2 separate regions of the Mus musculus genome follow, and region 1 is linked to region 2. A link is a contact called in public Hi-C data. All regions are on one chromosome and are shown on one strand. The core of a region is the stretch at or near the end of the contact, and the rest is flanking DNA. Distances in the headings are between cores, read along the strand shown.

The links. A called contact is a pair of places that touch in the nucleus more often than the background predicts.
Region 1: a contact with region 2 is called in a Hi-C map of cerebellum, with 1.9 times the contacts expected there. The contact joins two enhancer-like sites. A contact is called at or near these places in 26 of 484 Hi-C or Micro-C datasets (B cells, the BV-2 cell line, the C2C12 cell line and 19 more) and 1 of 115 datasets of contacts at active chromatin or transcription factors (the HPC-7 cell line).

What each region holds. Positions count from the first base shown.
Region 1 is chr10:7,075,031-7,079,256 of GRCm38.p6, reverse strand. No RefSeq gene overlaps it. Among named protein-coding and RNA genes, the nearest start is that of Ipcef1, 97 kb to the right of the region's middle. Within about 2 kb of position 2,621, at least 34 of the 459 cell types and tissues checked have an H3K27ac peak or open chromatin away from gene starts, as enhancers often do. A contact at or near this core is called in cerebellar granule neurons and cerebellum, where this site is marked.
Region 2 is chr10:6,900,575-6,904,633 of GRCm38.p6, reverse strand. It overlaps Ipcef1 (interaction protein for cytohesin exchange factors 1), which reads left to right. Exons shown (of 9, transcript NM_001170800.1): 8 at 3,871-4,059. It also overlaps a transcript of Oprm1 not described here. Among named protein-coding and RNA genes, the nearest start is that of Ipcef1, 78 kb to the left of the region's middle. Within about 2 kb of position 2,598, at least 3 of the 459 cell types and tissues checked have an H3K27ac peak or open chromatin away from gene starts, as enhancers often do. A contact at or near this core is called in cerebellar granule neurons and cerebellum, where this site is marked.

The sequences.
Region 1 (4,226 bases), core at 1,372-3,871, 170 kb before region 2:
AAATAGTATTCCGTTGTGTAAATGTACCACATTTTCTGTATCCATTCCTCTGTTGAGGGACATCTGGGTTCTTTCCAGCTTCTGTCTATTATAAATAAGGCTGCTATGAACATAGTGGAGCATGTGTCCTTATTACAAGTTGGAGCATCTTCTGGATATATGTCCAGGAGTAGTATAACTGGGTCCAAGGCAACTCTTATAAAGGAAAACATTTAATTGGGGCTGGCTTACAGTTTCAGAGATTCAGTCCATTATCATCAAGGTGTGCATGGAAGTGTGCATGCAGGCATTATGCTAGAGGAGCCAAAAGTTTTACATCTTGTTCCACAGGTAGCAGTAGACTGGGTTTCACACTGAACATACCCTGAGCATAGGAGACCTCAAATCCCACCCCATACAGTGACAATACTTCCTTTAACAAGGCCTTACCTACCCCAACAAGGCCACACCTACTCCAACAAAGGCCATACCTCCTAATAGTGCCACTTCATGTGGGCCAAGCATTCAAACACATGACTCTATGGGGACCAAACCTATTCAAATCACCACAGTTCCCATGGAGCCTGATTGACAGTTCTGGCTTTGCCACCAAATACTATGCAGTAGTGAAAATACTTGATCTTGGTTTGCATTTTCCATCTCGTAATAATGCACTATCATGGGCCAAGAGGGCAGCTAAGTGTGGTCTGCAATTTCAGCTTCAAGGGATCTGAACACCCCCCCCCCTTTTCTTGGCCTTTGTGGGCTCCTGCATGCATGTGGTACACACAAATTTACACGGGCATACACACACACACAGACAAAAAATATTATATAAATAGATCTTTTAAAACGAGGGACTGTTCCAGGGGAATGGGAACACTTGAAAGATTAAAGTATACATATAAATAGTTTATAACACAGAAACCTAGCCTTCTGAAACATTCATGAAATGTTTAAAAATGTTGAATCAGATCTTTGCACAGTGGAAAAAAATGCAGAGAGGGCCAGAGAGAAGGGTCAGTGGGTAAGAACACTGTTACTTTTACAGAGGACCTGGCTTCTCTTTCTAGCACCATATGCTGGCTCACAATGGCCCAGAGCTCTAGCTTCAAGTGACCTGAGACCTTCTTTTGACCTCCATGGTCTCCTGCATGCACATGATACAATACACACACACACACACAAACTCACATACATACAGTCACACACACAGGCACACTAGCATACACATAAATAAGTAATTCTTAAAATAACACGTCAATCTCTTTTGCCAAGAGTAAGTTTTATAGGCTGCATTGTCCAACTATAAGGGAAGTAGAAATGAATGGCAGAGATATAAATAATAATTAAAAAGTTAAAATGCTCTAAAATTAGAAAAGAAAAAAATGAAATAAAACCCCTCCCAAATAAAGCATAATTCTAATATTTGTTTAACAGCATTTTTATCTTATCCTCTGGTTTGCAAGGATCCAAGGCTGCTGTGAAGTACCTCCGATGAGGCAGATGGCCTCACAATATGATCTGGAACATGAGCAGAAACAGCCTTGGGATGGATGGGGTGGATGGCTCTTTCTGTCAGGGACATCTGCTCTCTGGTCCTCTTTCTTCTGCCCCTGAAACAGGCACAGAGAATGCAGCCAGACTAATGTCGACACACAACGTGCTGGTATTTCTTATCTCAAAGGAAGACATTTATTTTCCAGCTTTCTGTGTGATTTGCTGGGGATAAGTCTAAATCCTTACAGCCAGGAGACCCAGCGTTGAAGCAAAATGGAATGTGTGTGACCCCTGTGCGGGCTTTACCCTAGACTGGAGAGAACGGGATCGTGAATCAGCATAAGCATTTACTGGCTGGATCAGGGCACAGAACATACTGCTTTATTCAAACCCACCATGGCATAGAGGTACATTTATAACAGTAAATGACGATTAAATATGGTTAAAATGCAAAAGTAAGTTTTATTTCTTAAAGACACAATCTTTTTTTAAAATTTATTCCTCTCTCACATATTACATCCCAACAGTTGTTTCCCCTCCCTCCTCCCTCCTCCCTCCTCCCTCCTCCCTCCTCCCTCCCTCCTCTCTCCTCTCTCTTCCCCTCCTCCGCACCTCCCCCATCCACTCCTCCTCCATTTCAAACAAGGGCAGTCCTCCCAGGGATATGAAACAAACGCAGCATATCAAGTTGCAATACGATTAGGCACCTCCCATCTTATGGCTGGAGAAGGCGAAGGGTCCCAAAAGCAGACAGAAGAATCAGAGCCAGCCCCTGCTCCCACTGTTAGGAGTCCCACAAGACGAGCAAACTAAACAACCATAACATATACAGAGGCCTAGGTCAGATCCATGTAGGCTCCTTGGTGGCCCGCTCAGTCTCTATGAGCCCCTGTGCGCCTTGATTAGGTGAGTCTGCAGGTTTTCGTGTGGTTTCCTTAGCTCCTTCAGTTCTTCCTCTCCCTCCTCAGCAAGATTCCCCAACTCTGCCTAATGTTTGGCTGTGGGTCTCTGTATCTGTTTGCATCAATTGCTGGATGAAACCTCTCTGGTGATGATTATGCTAGGCTCCTGGTCAAGACACAATCTTAAGTTACCTTGGCAACAACTCTATATATCATCGCATCTCCTTTGATGTCCGGCAAACAAGGCATTGTGTTAAAATATCAAGTTGAAAAAGGAAGGAGGAAATAATTTCTGTGGTGTCGCTCCCAAATAGTTTGGCATCTTTTTTCCTTAGTTCTTGCTTTGGCATGAAAGTCCTGGTAATCACTCGGAACCCAGCTTTTTACTGAGGCAGTGTGGGCCGGGGTGTAATTTCTAACATTCCGTAGGCATCTGCAACAGTAACAGGATACAGGAAAGAAAGGCGCTCCGGAGTCTTCTGTTGGCTGGAGCCACTGTCAGCACTTGGTGTCTGCCACTTGGTGGCGGTAATGGGCTCAGGCCAGGCTGAGGCGGTTCTGAGTCACTTTCCTGATTTACCTTCTGCAGCTCAGAACTCTGTGATAACAAATACAATTCACACACTATTTTGCATGATTTAATTGACCACACTAGCAGAAATTCTTAAAAGACAGACACAAGCAACAGACGAAATTCTCTCAGAAAACCACCCTTCTCCTGTTAGTCACAATGATTGGCTATCCCTGTTGATAGGAGGCTTTTGGTTTTTCAGATCAATATCTCATATTGCCAAATATTTCAGTAAATATTTCTTGGGCTCCATAGTCATCTTTTGGGAACCAAAAAAAATATCAGCAGTTGAAGAGACCACAAGAGGTGGCTGGAGTATTCATGTGGAAGCAGGAGACTGGCTGGGGACTGAGTGTAATTCTGCTAGAATCAGGGTCTGCAGGGCCAAGATGGCAAAGCCATGGTGACTCACCTGTGAGGCAGTGGGGATCTGGGTGGGAGATCTAGGGTAGGCTCTGCCTCAGCTATGTTCATGCCATTAATGGAATGGGCTTCTGGAGGACATGAGGTTTTCCCACATTCTGGAGCCTGATGGGACCCAACGACTCACAGATTATATAAGCAGGCATGTGTGTTACAAACTATTTGAACTGTGGGGAGGGGAAGAAAAGATCTACCTCAGTAGATTGTGGGTCGGCTGAAAAAAACGTCCCCTCTAATCTGTGACTGCGTTACTTCACACAGGAGCAGAGATGTTATAGATATAGGAGCCAAATGAAAGATGCTGAATTACAGGGACTGTCTTGATTTAATCAAGTGCATCCAATGTCATCACAAGGACCTCCTAAGGCAGAGGCAGGGAGTCAGAGGGAGGGGCCACGTGACAGTGGAGCAGGGTGCATTCGTGTGCGTGCGTGAGTGTGTGTGTGTGTGTGTGTGTAGTCAGAGAAGGGATCACGTGACAGTTGATTGGGGTGGGATGTGGAGGGTAGGGGGTAGGAGTAGTGGGTGAGGAAGTAAGGGGGTGGGGAGGTGGAGGTGGTATAGCTATGGGAGAAGAGGACAGAGTAATACAGAACAATGGGTAGGGAGTGCAGTCAATTCTAGAAACTGGTCAAGCAAGAACATGGACACCTTTAGTATCTCCTTTACATGGTGCACAGGGCTGCCAACCCATTAGAGATTTCAACGTTCATCAGTGTAAGATAATAAATCTGGTGTTTTGAAACACCAAGGTTGTGTCAGCGGGGAACTACAGGCATCCTCTTATGTTCGTTATTCAATGTCCTCCCTCCCTTCATCTTCTCTTTGTGTTCCCCCACAGTCTTTACAGA
Region 2 (4,059 bases), core at 1,349-3,848:
ATACTCAATTGATCACGCAGTAATCATTCATTTTCAGCAGAAATGCCTTATATGTGCACATCACTGGCCATGTCATTTCTTAGTGACATAGTGGTGACTATCAAACACTTCTCAAAAAATAAAACCAAAGTCTCCCATCCCATCCCATCCCTGGTGCTTGTGGAAGCTCTCACTGCTTCCTAAACAGAAAAAAACAAAAAAACAAAAAAACAAAAAACAAAAAACGGACAGTCAGTAACATTCAGTTTGTAAACTCAGTCTAACATCACAATGAGTATTCTTTCCTGTTGCTTTTCTCGTGAAAGAGGGGCTGTAAGCCTGGTGGTCAGGGATTGTAGGTGTCTTGGTCTACACCCCCCCCCACACACACACACACTTTATTCATGATGACTTAGAAAGTAAGAAGCAGAAATGAGCAACAAATATCTTCTACCCAAAAGCCTCTGCTGGCCAGGCATGTGAAACCACAGGTTGTTTCTGGCCACACCCTATTTTTTTAAAGACTCTAAATTTTACATACTTGGCCACCTATAATCATCTCTTTGGTAGACTGGGCTGTCTGAGGTGGAAAAAAAGTCTCTCCTCAGCCAGAATTAGGATAACACTGGTAGGTCCTGTGTTCGCCTCAATACACACACTTCTGGACAAACTCAAGATACGTTTGCTAACTAAATAATGTACCTTCTGTTTCCAGTTCTCATGGCTTATTTTATTATACATTTAGCACTCTCCCTCTCCCCATTTCTGTGTGTGTGTGTGCGCGCGCACTCACACTCATGTGTATGCTTAAGCTAGAGGATCACTTCAGATATCTTTCCTAAGTTTCTGTCTACTCTGTTTTTGTTTGTTTGTTTGTTTGTTTCTTACATTGCTGGCTAGTGCTCCATTTTATGGGCTCCACACCACATCCCCTTTATCCATTTACCTCTTGATAATCAATTACTTAGTTCTTCTCTCTCTCTCTGTCTTTCTTTCTCTCGTGAACAATGCTGCTATGAGTATGTAGAACTCACTAGGGGATATGTTTTGATTTCTCTTTAATGCAAATACAGAGGTGTAATTGCAGGGTCCTATTGTCACCGTGGCATCGTGAGGACCATCAACCTACTTTCTAAAGTACTGGTTTGCTTTCCGTTTTCACTAATGCTAAATGAGATCTCCTATCTCTCTATATCTTTGGCCACACTTAACTACTATCTGTCTTCTTTATATTAGCAATTCTGATAAGCAGGAAGTGATATCTCTGTGTGGTTTTGATTTTCATTTCCCTAATGACAGAGATATCTGTACTTGAATTTATTAACAAAAGTTGACATTTTATTATTGCACATTGCCTGGGGCCACAGGTCTATCTTTAGATATATTTTTATACATTTTCTCCCCTATTTTGATACATTTTCTCCCCTATTTTGATACCATTTGACTAAGATATAAGAAGTTGCTCTGGGCCAGGAGTAGTGGTGAATTGTCTTTAATCCTAGCACTCAGGAAGTAGAGGTAAGCTGATCTCTGTGAGTTCTAGGACAGTCTGGTCCTCATAGCCAGTTGTAGCTTGTCCAGAATACATAGTGAAACCTTGTCTCAAAAAGTTGGGCAGTGGTGGTGCACACCTTTAATCCCAGCACTTGGGAGGCAGAGGCAGGTGAATTTCTGAGTTTTGAGGCCAGCCTAGTCTACAGAGTGAGTTCCAGGACAGCCAGGGCTACACAGAGAAACTCTGAAAAACAACAACAACAACAACAACAACAACAACAACAACAGAAAAAACATGTTGCTCTGGTTGACACTTTTGGCCAATTGTGAGAAACATTTTGCTCACCTTCTCAGCTAAGTTTTGAGGACACTTTGTAGCAACTGTCTGAGGTCAATGGGCAAGAGCTAATTTTTAAGCATTTCTAATTATAGAAAAGAGTTTACTGTGATGTAACTGACGTTTCTGGGTTCTGGTATCACTGCATTATCCTATGTGTCTGCCTCAGAGCCTGTTTTGATCAGCTGCCCCTCCCCCCCCTTCATGATCACAGTGGGCATAGGGCTCATTTTGGATCTTTTTCCCCCACCACAGAGTCAGGGGGGTTGGATATGTAAACACTGTGGTGTATGTGGGGAGAAAAAACTCATTGTACACACTTCCCAAGATAGTTTTCAGGAAACAAAGGAACAATGAGTTGAAATTCTCCACATGGAATAAAAGACATGCAACGAGTCAACATCTCCTTCAGCATCCAAACTGGGCTACTGGCATTTAAGGTCCCTATGGTTACCTGTGATGGAAAGCCATACCCAATGTGGCCTTAAAGGGGACACATTGGCCCCGTAGAGTGAGAGAGCTCCAAGAGAGGAACCAGCTTCTTTCTAGGTTTTAGGATGACTCCTGGAAAACTTCCAGCCCACACACCACCACATTTAGCTTTTCCTTTTCTTTTTAAGTTGAAACCATCTTTGCCAGTTCCTAACAAAGCTTCTAGGATGAAGCCTTCCTGGCCGCCACTGACCTGCTTATTCCAGAATGGCCTGCAGAGGTTCATTGCTCTCTAGTCTCTGAAGGGCTGAAGCTGGATAGGCGCAGTTAAGAGGGGCCAGATGGTATGGAGCAGGTTGAGAAATGCTAACTGTCTTTCTACAGCCAGCAAACAGGCACAGGGTCTTCCTCAGCAGACACTTGGAAGGTACCCAGGGCAGCAGGTGTTCAGACTTTATGGTAAGCCCTAGGTTGTAGGGCTTGTCTGTGAGGTTACTTTTCTATTTCACAGGTTCAGAAATGAGGAGGAATTTTTAAATTTTTTTATTAGATATTTTCTTTATATGCATTTCAAATGCTATCCCGAAAGTTCCCTGTACCCTCCCCCTGCCCTGCTCCCCTACCCACCCACTCCTGCTTCTTGGCCCTGGCTTTCCCCTGTACTGGGGCATATAAAGTTTGCAATACCAAGGGGCCTCTCCTCCCAGTGATGGCTGACTAGGTCATCTTCTGCTACATATGCAGCTAGAGACATGAGCTCCGGGGGTACTGGTTAGTTCATATTGTTGTTCCACCTATAGGATTGCAGACCCCTTCAGCTCCTTGGGTACTTTCTCTAGCTTCTCCATTGGGAGCCCTGTGTTCCATCCAATAGCTGACTATGAGCATCCACTTCTGTGTTTGCTAGGCCCTGGCATAGCCTCATGCGAGACAGCTATAACAGGGTCCCTTCAGCAAAATCTTTCTGGCATATACAATAGTGTCTGGGTTTGGTGGCTGATTATGGGATGGATCCCTGGGTAGGATAGTCTCTGGATAGTCCATCCTTTTGTCCAAGAATTTCATAAATCCATTGTTTTTAATAGCTGAGTAGTACTCCATTGTGTAAATGTACCACATTTTCTGTATCCATTCATGAAGAGGAATTTTGAACCCAGATGAATCATCTCCTAGTTTCCCAATGCCTAACTTTGAGGATGTTTGGTTGCAATATTCATCTCAGAGTCCATGTTGAAATGATTTAAGACTGGGGCAGGGTGTTGGAATGAGATACATGTGTTCTCTGTATGAGAAAATATGGATTTTAGGGGGCTAGGAGTTGACTACATTGTGTTCCACAAAAAATGGTAACATTGAAGTCCTACTGTGGTCCCAAAGTCTCTGAGCAGTAGGTCAGTGTGTGGCCTTACTAGGATACATTACAATTATACATCATTAAATGGTTCATAGCCTCCTGAGTAGCATCATGATATGAGTGGTCAGACAACGCTGCATCACTGCCCTATACTTCTGGAGACCAGAAGTCCAAGATGAAGGTGAGAACAGAAACCCTTTTGGACCACAGTGTCTGATGTTCACTCTTTGGTTGTAATCAGCTTTGCTGATACTGATTTTTCTTTTTTAAACAGAAGAAATAAAATCATCTGAAGATGATGAGATGGAAAAATTGTACAAATCACTGGAGCAGGCTAGCCTGTCTCCTCTTGGGGACCGGCGGCCTTCAACCAAGAAGGAGCTGAGAAAGTCTTTTGTGAAGCGATGCAAAAACCCATCGATAAACGAGAAGTTGCACAAGATCAGAACCCTGAACAGCACAT